2 separate regions of the Oryzias latipes genome follow, and region 1 is linked to region 2. The links are chromatin contacts, called in public Hi-C maps. All regions are on one chromosome and are shown on one strand. The core of a region is the stretch at or near the end of the contact, and the rest is flanking DNA. Distances in the headings are between cores, read along the strand shown. Region 1 has its middle 29 kb from the start of LOC105355165. Region 2 has its middle 4.7 kb from the start of LOC101173561.

What was found. A called contact is a pair of places that touch in the nucleus more often than the background predicts.
Region 1: a Hi-C map of embryo shows a contact between it and region 2, with 2.0 times the contacts expected there. The contact joins two enhancer-like sites. A contact is called at or near these places in 2 of 5 Hi-C or Micro-C datasets (both in embryo).

The regions. Positions count from the first base shown.
Region 1 is chr11:26,738,091-26,744,089 of ASM223467v1, reverse strand. No RefSeq gene overlaps it. Among protein-coding and RNA genes, the nearest start is that of LOC105355165, 29 kb to the left of the region's middle. Within about 2 kb of position 3,374, at least 2 of the 8 cell types and tissues checked have an H3K27ac peak or open chromatin away from gene starts, as enhancers often do. A contact at or near this core is called in embryo, where this site is marked.
Region 2 is chr11:26,667,494-26,673,446 of ASM223467v1, reverse strand. No RefSeq gene overlaps it. Among protein-coding and RNA genes, the nearest start is that of LOC101173561, 4.7 kb to the right of the region's middle. Within about 2 kb of position 3,881, at least 3 of the 8 cell types and tissues checked have an H3K27ac peak or open chromatin away from gene starts, as enhancers often do. A contact at or near this core is called in embryo, where this site is marked.

The DNA.
Region 1 (5,999 bases), core at 2,125-4,624, 71 kb before region 2:
TTAGAGATTGATGCGTTCACAAAGAACACACTTCATCACTTTACTAACTAAAATTCTGCATCTCATTATGGTGAAATATGTTATGGGCAGACATGTCATGGATCTTCTACCAAAATGTTGCCTTTATTGTTTACAATCCAATCTACTGGTATGTGGTTTTGGGAATCGGCTGTTGCTAGGGTACATTTTATGGCCCTTAGTAACTGTGTTCAGTTAGTATCATTCATTTTTTGCATTATGTTAGCAGGAAGAAAAGTTAAGTAGGTCATCTAACAGTTAAAAAACTTGTATATGTAAAGGAAAATATTACAAAAATATGTGCATGGTGGTGTAGTGGTTAGCACCATGAAGAACTCTGGCTTCCAGTGAAGGCAAAGTGGCAGGCTTGATGGATGAGCTTGAGAATTTATCATCCAGCTGTTTGTCATTTTTCTTCATCTCTCTCTTCCACGGCTTGAACATGGCCGTCCCTGGCAGCCATATAAATAATCAATAAGACCACACTCCTGCTGCTGCGTGCATTTTCACCAAAAGCTCCTTTGGATGACCTTATATGTGTCGAGTTCAGGCGTGCAAACGTCAAACCTAACCATTTGCTTCCAGGCCCTCAGGCTGTAAATGACTTTTGATGCATGAGGGGAGAAAAGTAAGTCATGCTGGATGGTGGAAGGATTCAAAGACAAACACCTCAGAAATAAAACAGCAAACTCGGAAGAAAGAAGAAAAGAATAGTCAGATAGACTGCGTGGAGTGAGAAGATGAAGAATGTGATGAAACCAGACAACTTTCATGATTTGTGTTTACTAAAAGGCTCTTTTTTGTCACTGAGGACACAGCAGGTCTCAAAAATACTTTTACTGAAACTTCCTGTGCTCTCATTGAGGAAGTGCTTGCTGCAGGGAGGGCAGGCAGACAGACTTTCATGGACTCTTACTCTGCAGATCAAGCTCACTGTCAATCATGAGGCTTTCTGCTGGTTGTTGCCCTGTTTCAAAAAGTCTTGGTTCCCACTGGAATATTTAAAAAAAAAACAACAGATGATGTGCTGAATCTACAACATTCCAATGTGCCACAAACTATCTTTGCTGTAAATCTGCAGTGAATGGCAGCAGAGTATTTGTTAGTGAAGAGTCTGGATAAATGAATCTTTGTTACAAATAAAGTTTGTCTTTTCAGCTCTGGACAAAGTCCTAAATGTGCTTTCACACGGTCCTGCAGACTGGAACCTGCAGCTGAAACATCTGCATGTTGGGTGAGAGACTTGTTGCCTGAAACAAGCTCCGACTGTGAACACCAAAGAAAACAGGCAGCGATCACAAAAGCAAAAAACATGACTGGATTCAGTCTGTGATCCTGAACTTTATCATTCAGGACATATTACAAGCGATGATGAAAATTCTCATTCATCCACATGATGTCTTGAAGATGAGTCATCATCTTCATCAATCTAACCGATGAAGCCACTCGGATGAGCAGCACAAAGTTTCAAGACGAGAATTCCAGATGCCATAAATCAACTTCCAGATGACATTGCATTATTTTTAACAGCTTTTAATTGTCATCATATTTATTTTGCAACCAGCACAATAGTTTGGTTCTTTTCTGCATCTTCAGGTGAAACTTCTGCCTACATGCAGAGCAAATAGAGATAGGGTTAACTCTAATGTGCCCCGTGCAGCCAACACGCCCATAAACGTGACAAAACAGTTCAAACGAAGACATGAACTTAATTCCAGCAAACGTTTCATATGGTTTCTTTAAAACTGTAATTACTGTCAGTGCAGGTTTACGAAGGACAGGTGTGACAAACAGATCGACTTGTCCTGTGTCCTTACAGGTGATCTTCCACTGCCCTCCAGAGTACTGATCTGCCTCTAATGGGACACTGTGGATGACAAAAGCTGCTCAGAATTATGATTTCTCTGAATGTATCTACAGGATGTCAGGTCTGACAGGCTTCAGCCTTTGTGCTCCTCACTGAACTTTCCACAGCAGCCCCTGTGGTTGCTACATGCACAGGAAATTTGTTTATAGAGCCAGTTTCGGAGGTGTGACCTGCTCTCCGCTGTGCATGATTGCTTTCAACCTGGCATTCTCTCCTTTGCCCTGACCAACTTCAGTTCTCATACTAAATTCTCAGGCAGCCCTTTTCAAATAAAGAATAACAGAGCTGCCAGAATCTACTCTGAAAGAAGAAAATCCTGAGAGCACATTTAGAAGCTGAGCATCGACATAACCAACACCTACCACCCTCCAAACCAATCCCTGCTTCATTATCAGTAAAACAAAAGTGACTCCTTAAGCGTAGGTGGTGTTTGATTGGCCACACATGCTGAAGTAGTTTAGATCACTGAGAGATCATGTTTCTCCAGTTATTAAAAACCCCACGAGTGCCATTTCCTGCAGACTCCAACCTTTCCTGGTACCTCTGCTTTGCTCTGCTGAATTAATTGAGAGAGTGCACTGAGCTTGGTGATTTGATTCAAATGTTTTCCTCTTCTGAAGCACTTGGTGATGACATTAGCTGTGCAGAGTCAAAGTGGCCTCCTCACTGGGAGAAGTGCTGCACGGTGAGACAGTTCATTACTCCTCCTGGTTGTGTTCTTTTGGCGTGGAAGCGATTCGGAGGAGGATGAGCGGAGTGGCACGTGTAGGTTGGGATGCAGGAGTAAGTTACAAAAAAAGTTTGATCAAAGACGGAATACATTGGCACTGACAGAGGAGAAAAAAAGAGTGAGAGGTGGAGTGGTACGAAGGAACGAAAAGCAGAGACAGAAAGATGAAGTGGCTCTTCGGTCTAGCAAGCAATCCACGGTTGCCATGGCAGCCCCGTCTCTTCAGTCTCTGTGGGAACGGCTGAATCCTGTTGCAGCCTGACGTTGGCCCTGGGAGGAAGAGAGGTAGAATGAGAGGAGGAAAAAACAGGGGAGGAAAACAGCAACAGAACGGCGAGTGTGGCCCGGGGCTTTTGGGCTGACCTGGAAAACGTTGGACGTGTGCTCATTCTGTTTCTGTCTTCCTCTCCGGCTCTTTCATTCCCTCTCTTCAGTTTCGTCATCATAAGGCTTAAATTATTAATCATGACACTGACAGTAAAATAGAACGCTCACTGCAACCAAACACCTTTAAACTATGTTCTGATGAAGTGGTCCAGATCGACACCAACTGTGTGTGGTGCTGGCTCTGTGCTGTGACACATGACCACCCCAACCTACTTGTTTGTCCGTTCGCCTGTTTGTTTGTCCATTCATGCAGCATAAGTAGCCGTATTAACAGGCCAACTAGCCAGGAAAACAGATGATCCCTCTGACAGAGCTGCTATTGTTACAGTCAGCTGTAAACAATGCCTGCCTGTTGGTCGCCACAGAGCTCGATTCTCCGCTGCCTTCAGCCGCTGGTCGCTACTCCATCAGCCACGGGGGGCAGGGGGTGCTCAGGCCCTCTATTGTACGCGTGGGATGTGTGTTGATTTATGAAAATACTATAGTGTGGCGTTATGACACAAGCACAGGCCTTTTTTCTGAAGACCACATAATGAATTTGCATTCATTAAAGTGATCGTTTGTTGGTGGTTTTGTGTGTCACTCTGGTGGAAATGCTTCTGTCATTCCATTCAGACGACACCCAGCAGACGGCCTCATCTGGTGGAGAATTTACATATGAAATGAATGTAAAAGCTAATTTAGCACACGTTTTTTAAACCAGACTTGGAATCAATCAGCTTAAATCAGCAGAAAGGAGACTTTAGGACTATTTCTGAGGCTGAGGAGAGACAATAAACAAGTAAATCAGCAAAAGAAATCTTCATTCATATCCACTTAGGTCCATTCAGTTCCTGAACTTGCAGGCTGTTTCAGACAGAACTTCCTGATGTTTTGCTGAGAAACAACATTTTTAGAGCATTTAGGTAACTTTTTAATTACTGCTCTGTTTACTTAGACACTCAGAGAGAGCCTTACACGATTTCTTTATCCTTCGATCTGAAAATGTCATCATGACCGATGGTTATGCTCAAGACAAACCCAGTACACAAAGCCTTAGGGACGACGACTCAGATGGTTTAGTCACAAACACACAGCTGTGATGCTGAAAGTGTCACAATAAAAACACTAAACCTGCCGTAAATAACGATAAGAAACCAAGAAGCCCAGACCAAAACGATGTTGATCTCCACAAAAAGTGTAGCTAAAGACCAAACATCTAATTTATAACATCCAGTTTGAAACGTTTAACCTGTAAAGTTTGGTAAGTAGTAATAATTATGGATTTTTGCACAAAGATTCTGAAAGAATCAGTAGAGAATCCCAAACTCTTGAATCGTTACACACTTAAGTGAGCAAATAGGGGGAGGGCAAAAAATAAACAATTCACAGGTCGTCTTACTCAAAATGAGAAATTTGGTCTCTGACGTTCATCTTAGGAACATTTCATCTGTTAAAGACAGAAAGAATAAAATGCATGCAGGAAATCACAGATTTTTAAAGAATTGATTTGTGTAGTGGAGCAGAAATAAGGATTTACAATTAATCAAGAATTCTGTATCTCACCTGTTATCCTCCACTCACTTCCTGTGTTAACGTCACCTGTTGGAACTGGTCATCTGTATAAAGACACCCGGCCACACCCTTAAACAGTCAGACTGAACCTCTCCACCATGACATGCATGCGGCTCTTTTGCGCTGCCCTAGTGGTTCCTGGAGCATTTTCAAAAATGTTTGAAAATGTAAAAAGATGGGGGAGAGAAATATATTTTTAGTTTTAATAGGGTTTCTATAGGAGGAAAAACAAGACACAAACATTCTTAACGTTTTCCAATGCTGTAAGAATGTGTAGAATAAACATTGTAACGCCCAGCAGGTACGTCACTTGCAGAGGACGATACGGGAGCCAAGCTGTCAAAAATATTGAACCGTCAATCAACTGGCTGCGCTAGAGAACTGTCCGTGTCTCATTCAGCACACGACTCCGAACTGTCTCGGAGAGGTGGAGGCAAAAAGAGAAGCTGAGCGCGCGCCCTCTTTCCGGCCTATCAAGCCCATTTATTTTGAACATACACCACATTGAACATTGTACAGGCGTCATCAACCTCTCTCCCTTCTACACTCATGGTGCAACACAAAGAAACAACATAAGAGGAAGAATGAACTAAGGTGGAACAACAAAACTGCCGCATGAAAAGAAAAGTGGGCAAACAGAAACGCTCATGCTGAGCCCTAATAAGATCATCATCCCACATCCCACAATCCCCTGCTGCTAACAGACCTGAACTGCACAATACCGCCTCAACAATTTCAACATTTCTGTCAACGAAAATTTGCGTCATAGTCTGCGTCACACGTTTCTACCAGCAGGGCTTTTTTAAATTTTTTTTATTTATTTTTACTTTTAGCGGACCGCTAAGCAGGTGGCTGATGTAAATGAACCACCGTCAGTTCCGTGCATTGCTTGATGAAGTTGAAAGCGAATATTCTGATCTCCTGCTACACAGTCCGATGGCTGTCCAGGGGTGACGTTTTGCGTCACTTTGTCGTCTGTTTAGAACACGTGAAAACATTCCTGAAAAGCAAAGACCTGAACTACCCGCAACTGGAAGATACTGTGGCTGAAAAAGCTGCACTTTTTGGTGGATATGACTGTGACAAACACCTAAACGAGCTGAATGAAAGTCTGCAGGCGCCGCAAATGCTTGAAGCTGTTCTGTCATTCCAGCGCAAGCTGACTGTCATGGGGCACGCGCGTTCCATTTTATTGTTTTTTTGTTCAAATCCTCAAAATAAAAATGACATCAAAAATCGGATTTCTTTATTACATTTCTTTAATTTTATCAAAGCATTGAAACATAATTCATTGATATTATAATGAAGTCAAACTTGCACAACAGAGCAGTCACGTGACGCGTCGTTCTCCGCAGAATGCACTGCAGGGCAAATAAACATTTAATCGTATTTGTAGCAACTTAGTCATTTTGATAGTAGGCTAATATAGATGCATATTACATG
Region 2 (5,953 bases), core at 2,632-5,131:
TGGGACAGGCCCCAGCAACCACATGACCCCAAAAGTGACTCAGCAAATTTGGTAAATGGATTGATGAATTGATAAATAAATGGATGGATGGATGGATGGATGGATGGATGGATGGATGGATGGATGGATGGATGGATGGATGGCGGATTAATGGATGGATGGATGGATGGATGGATGGATGTAACTGGGACAGGCCCCAGCAACCACATGAACCTAAAAGGGACTCAGCAAATTTGGTAAATGGATTGATGGATTGATAAATAGATGGATGGATGCAAGGATGGATGGATGGATGGATGGATGGATGGATGGATGGATGGATGGATGGATGGATGGATGGATGGATGGATGGATGGATGGAGGATTAATGGATGGATGGATGGAGGATTAATGGATGGATGGATGGATAGATAAATGGATTGATAAATAGATGGATGGATTGATAAATGGGTGGATAAATGGATAAATGGATGGATGGATGGATGGATGGATGGATGGATGGATGGATGGATGGATTGCCACCAAACATGAGCACCATACTCGGTTCTGCTGTGATTAACATCAAACTTTAGCACAGAAGTGAGGCATCTGTTTTGGAACCCAATAGTAACTATTGTAAAAAGCCATTGAAGCCTCTCAGCAGTAAACAATCTTCTTAGCTAAAGTGCATTTGCATTGCATCTTCACAATGGCACACAAAAACGTGTATGCAGTCACATTTGATGAGGGAGTGTTTAGGATCAACCCACTGGAGAGTTCACCGTCCTCCCCAAGAATCCTTTCTTACTGGTGGAACCAGGAATCAAACCACCCAACCTACGTCTAAGATGACATCCACTATATCCCCCAAGCAACAACCATCCTCCTGCATGGGGATTGACTTTCTTTGTCCTCTTCCGTTGACACAAACATGTGACGCTGCGAGTAAAAAGTCCTCCTGCTCATTCTGGCAGAAGTGAAACATTATGGTTGAGGCACAGACACCTGCTGTGAAAAACAACAGTCATTTGGTTCTTTAAACGGTTAAGGATTGAAATATTTTTCTATCCAACAACCAGACTGAACAGACGTTTGCACAGGAATTCCTGTTCATGAGGAGGTATAGTATTTCATAGATGCCCCATCTTTCTTTCTGTTCTTTACCTTGATTGAGATAGAAACCAAATTTCCTGCAGGAAAAAATCTCCGACCTGATAAACCACTTATGCACACGTTGGCACCAATGTGCAGAACATTTTAAGGTTCTGTTGAAACAAACAGACCTTTTATTCTGTTTGCTTTGCATCCCTTTTCACAAGAAAGGACCTTTGCTGAATGCTGGTGCACATTTTTACGATGCACACCTCAGCTCACATGTGGAGCATCAAGCTCCTCCTCCATCAGAGAAGAGATCCTGAATTCATCTCTGCTTTATTTTGCGTGCTTCACTAAAGACAAACCCAATTTATGCTGTGCTGTAGCCCAAAATAAGATGCAAAATGCTTCTCATTGCTCTGCTTTAGTTTAATGTTCGCTCCACCTCCTGCAGGATGAATGCAGGAATGTGAGGTACAGAGGAGGAGACAGAAAAGGAAGAGGAGGAGGTGGATGTGTGCTGCAGCTCTGCTGAATTTGCTCACATGTGTGAAAGAAGAAATTATTTTAGGACTCTTGTGTGGGAGTACACAGATTTAACACACACACACACACAAATACACACATACACTGGAGAAGAGAACTCACAATTACACATGATTCTGACCTACCTTCATTGAATGTTTTCCCCTTTAGCTTCAATGCTTTTTTATACCTGAATTCTTGAAATACATTAAACTGCACACATGCGCTTGGATTTCTTTCTACACACACATCTAAATGTCTGAGAGAGCAAAAGAACAGGCAGAAAAAAGAGAAAAGCCCTCAGCAGCACATGAACAACAAAATGTGTACCTTGTTGTGTCATACTGTGTAAGCATTGTCACTGTGTTGTTATGTAGTAAAAACTGTTGTCATGGTAATAAGCTCAATGCCATGCTCATGTGTCAAAAGGGATTTATACTGGGCTGACACTATTTCCAGGTCCTGCATGTGTGTCTTTGTGTACAAATGCGTGTGGGTGTGAAAGTGCATGTGTGTGTCTGAGTGTGTGTTGAGAAGAGCAGAATGGGAGGTCTGTGGGGAAAAAAAACTTCATGTTGTTTCAACCAAGACAAAAAGCAAAACCTGAAAAGTGAAAGTTGTGAAACTGAAAAACCGGACGATGATGGGATACTCAAACCTGGGGGGGTGGGGGTGGGGGGCACGACTTAAGGTAAAGAAAATGTAAACAAACTTCACACATTCCCTGGAAAAGTTGGATGATGGATACACCCAGACCCCACCACATCCCACCCCGATTCCGCCTCTCTGATCACAAATCAGTCGGTAATGAGATGACACTGAAGTGAAAGTGAAAGTGGTTCCTGTAATAGTAGAACGACAGACGGAAAGCCCCAAACACTTTCTATCGTCATCATCCAAATAACATGTTCATGCGACCTACTTAGCTGCTTTTGCCAGAACTTTAGTGCCGCACAGTCCTCCCTCTCCCATTTCCTCCTGTTTTTGTTGTCCAAACCCCCCCCCCCCACCTCCCAACCCCGACCCCTGACACACCTCATAACCAAGCCAGCTCAAAGCTACTGATGATTATTTTCATTGGTCTCCTCTCTATTTGTCCAGCTTTGACATCTGTCAGCTCAAAGGCTGAGCCATGTGCTGTCTATTATCTGGAAATGATCCTGGAAATGACCCGGCTAGCCTTCAGGCCTAACTGACAGCAGAGAGGTCGGACTTAGATCAGATTAGCTGATGCTCTGTTCATTTTTTTGTGTTTTACATCAACCGTATGGTGGAGGAGACTGAAACATCCATGAACTCTCAGCACATTTGGTCTGTGCTGATGCGCTCCTCAGCCTTCTGTGTCTTCACACACTTCCACTTCTTTACCTTCCAGCCAGACTTGTGATGCTCATCCATAGGCTGACAACCACCAAACAATGGACTCTTTGGGAGAGCGTGCTCAGCATCCACGAATACACTAAGCTTCATTGACTGTTGCAGGATAAAGGGAGAATGGGGGGAGGGGGGGTCCACTGAGAATCTGCTGAAGTAAGAAATAAATGACGACTATCGTGGGATGAAAGGCGCTGGGCAGGTAACCCTGAGATCATAGGATCAAAGAGTGTTAGTGGGTCAGGGCAACAGGAAGGCCCCCTGAGGCTGCCCCACATGACCCAGTGAGAGCTGAGGATTCTCCAATTTGAGCCGAATCAGAAGGGAACTTGCTGGTTCAAGTTCCACTTTTAGACTTCATGTGAGTTCTTGACAAATGTCTTGTTATAGAAAACACACATTCAGCCTTAAACAACTGACAAGATCAACCCGCACACACCTGACAATAAACTGCTCTCCTCTCTATAATCGCCTTGACAACCATCAGCTGTTACCTTTGCACACATGACATCATACTTTCAGCTCCTCTTGTAAACCAGTGAAAACCCATCCTGGAAAGCACCTTCTTTTTCACGTGCGAGAGCGAGGTGGTTTCCCCAGGAGGAACCTGAATGCCCCTCATTATGTAACCGTGCTGCGTAGCCTGACAGACAGGAGAAATGAGAAACGAAAGCCACCGTACATCAGAACCCAGAGTTCCAGTTCCATGCATAACACAGAGGTGCAGAACCCAGAGTTCCAGTTCCATGCATGACACAGAGGTGTAGAACCCAGAGTTGATTCTTTCTCTCCTGCCACACCTTTCTCTATCATTCATGGGTCTGATTCCCCCCACCCCAAACTGTCTCTGAGACACAGACACAGACACAGACTACCCCCCCCTTTGCTTCAGCTGACGCCGTCACACCGTGACCATGGGTGGAGGAGGTGGCAGAGCCTTTCTTTCTTTGAGCCTCTCGTGTGCTGCTGTGACCCCTCTTCCTGTGAGGTCAACGTGTGCAGCTCATCGTGCACGGAAACGTGTGCATGTGGAGGAGATCCTCCGGCCTCAGTCACGGTGCTGGGGCTGAGGAGAGAAGAAAGGGACGCTTGATACCACACTTAACCCTGATGACACTTCTCCTGCTGCCATGCACCCCCCTCAGCACCCAGCTACCTCAGGCCTCGTGAAGAAGCCCATTCACAGGAGAAGATGGCTTGAGGAGACGGGAGAGCCTGCGTGCCTGGCATCCCTGAGCACACAGAGGACACATTATCATGACGTTAACATGGCCAGCTGGATGGATGCAGCCTAATTCTTGAATGAGGAAGTGTTGTTTTCTCCATGAAACAACAAAAGAGAGGCTGAAGAAAAACTCTAGAGGCTAAACGTAAGGGCAGCACATCTCAGGCACTGAACAGTAACATGGATTAACCCTTAAGTCAGGTCCTGGAGAGTCAATGATGTGCAATAGATTCTGGGGTCTGAATGATTTGCCTCTGGTGATGAAACCATGAAATCTACGATTAAGCATTTAATCAAGAAAAAATGTCCTGCCATGAGCTGTAGATGAAAAACACAAGAAAGACCCAAACACATCAGACAGTCAGACACAAACAAAATACATTTCCAAAAAAAAGGCTTAGCTGACAGCTAAACACAGATTCTCAGCCTCAAACAGGCAATTAACTCAAAAAAACTTCTCTGAGCCTTGATTCAAACTTTTCTGTCATGAATATATTTATAAAAATCATGAAAACATTCAACCTGAGAGAGTGATCACAATTTTCTGTTTTTTTATTCCTTCAAAGATTCTCTTTTTTAAATAATAAAATAAAAATATTGAAAGTTTTGGAAAAAAAGACCCTGATGAGGACTAAACTTGCCTTTGCAGGACCTTTGCAGCTGATTTAGTTACAGCCCATGTGTTAAATCAGACATGTCCTTTTCCTGCATACATGCAGAATTAAATGAAGGTGATTAACTGAGCGTTGGGCAGTAATAGGTTTGTTCATCAGGCTGTAGAGCATCACTACCTTTTTTAGATAGTTTTTTAGCTTTATTTGAAGACTGAAGTTAATGAGGGCCACTGTTGGCTGCTGACACACATTTCACCGTTCCCTAAGTCTTGCTAAATCAATTACACTGATTGGCTGCAGTTAAATCAGTTTGGATTTCTGAACACTGAAGTCTTTTCTGGGCGTAACTTAAATTTGTAGCATGAGTGGCTGTGTTAAAGGTGAAGCGTGGAGGAAGAAGATCAGATGGAATGTGCATGATCATCACATTGACATATTTCGCTCCTGGCATGTTGTTGACAGCCAAAGATAAACAACAAATCCACTCATAGAGATGGCTCCACACAGTGTCAGCCCAGCACAGGGCTGGCCTCCCCGTTATGGGCGTCTCACAGACCGGACAACGGCGCAGAGCTTCATTCTCTGTTGTTGTTATGACAGACCTTTTGACTGACGTTTAGATGGTTTCAGACGGGGATGAGTGTGCTGCGTCTGCAGACTGAACTTTTCACCTGAACCTTCAGTAGCAGTTCATGTGCTGGATCATTGCATCCGTTATGCAGGTTGCAGTTTTTCCAGAGGAACTGTGAGCGTGATGTCAGGGCTGTTCATTGTAACATTCTCTGATAATTGGCATGTAAACCAGTTACCTTAAATACTCTAGAGTTGTGTCTGTTTGGGTTCAGATGAAGATTTGTGGTTTTCTTGGTGATGAACACAGATGAAACCAGAAAGGCGGTTCCTGAATTCATGTGTGAGAACTGGAATTGCTGGAATTTTACAAAAAACTTCACTGGATCCCAGCCAGCAAGGCCAAGTGGGCCCCATATGGGTTAAAAGTGGGCAGAAAATGTGGACCCCGAATGGGTTTGTCTGCATTTTCCGTGATGGCCCCACCTGTGTTTGCCCACATTGGCTTACGCCCGGTGCACAGTGTAGCGAGCTCTGCCAGACCCTGGGCGGCGCCGCTCGCTGTGCTGTC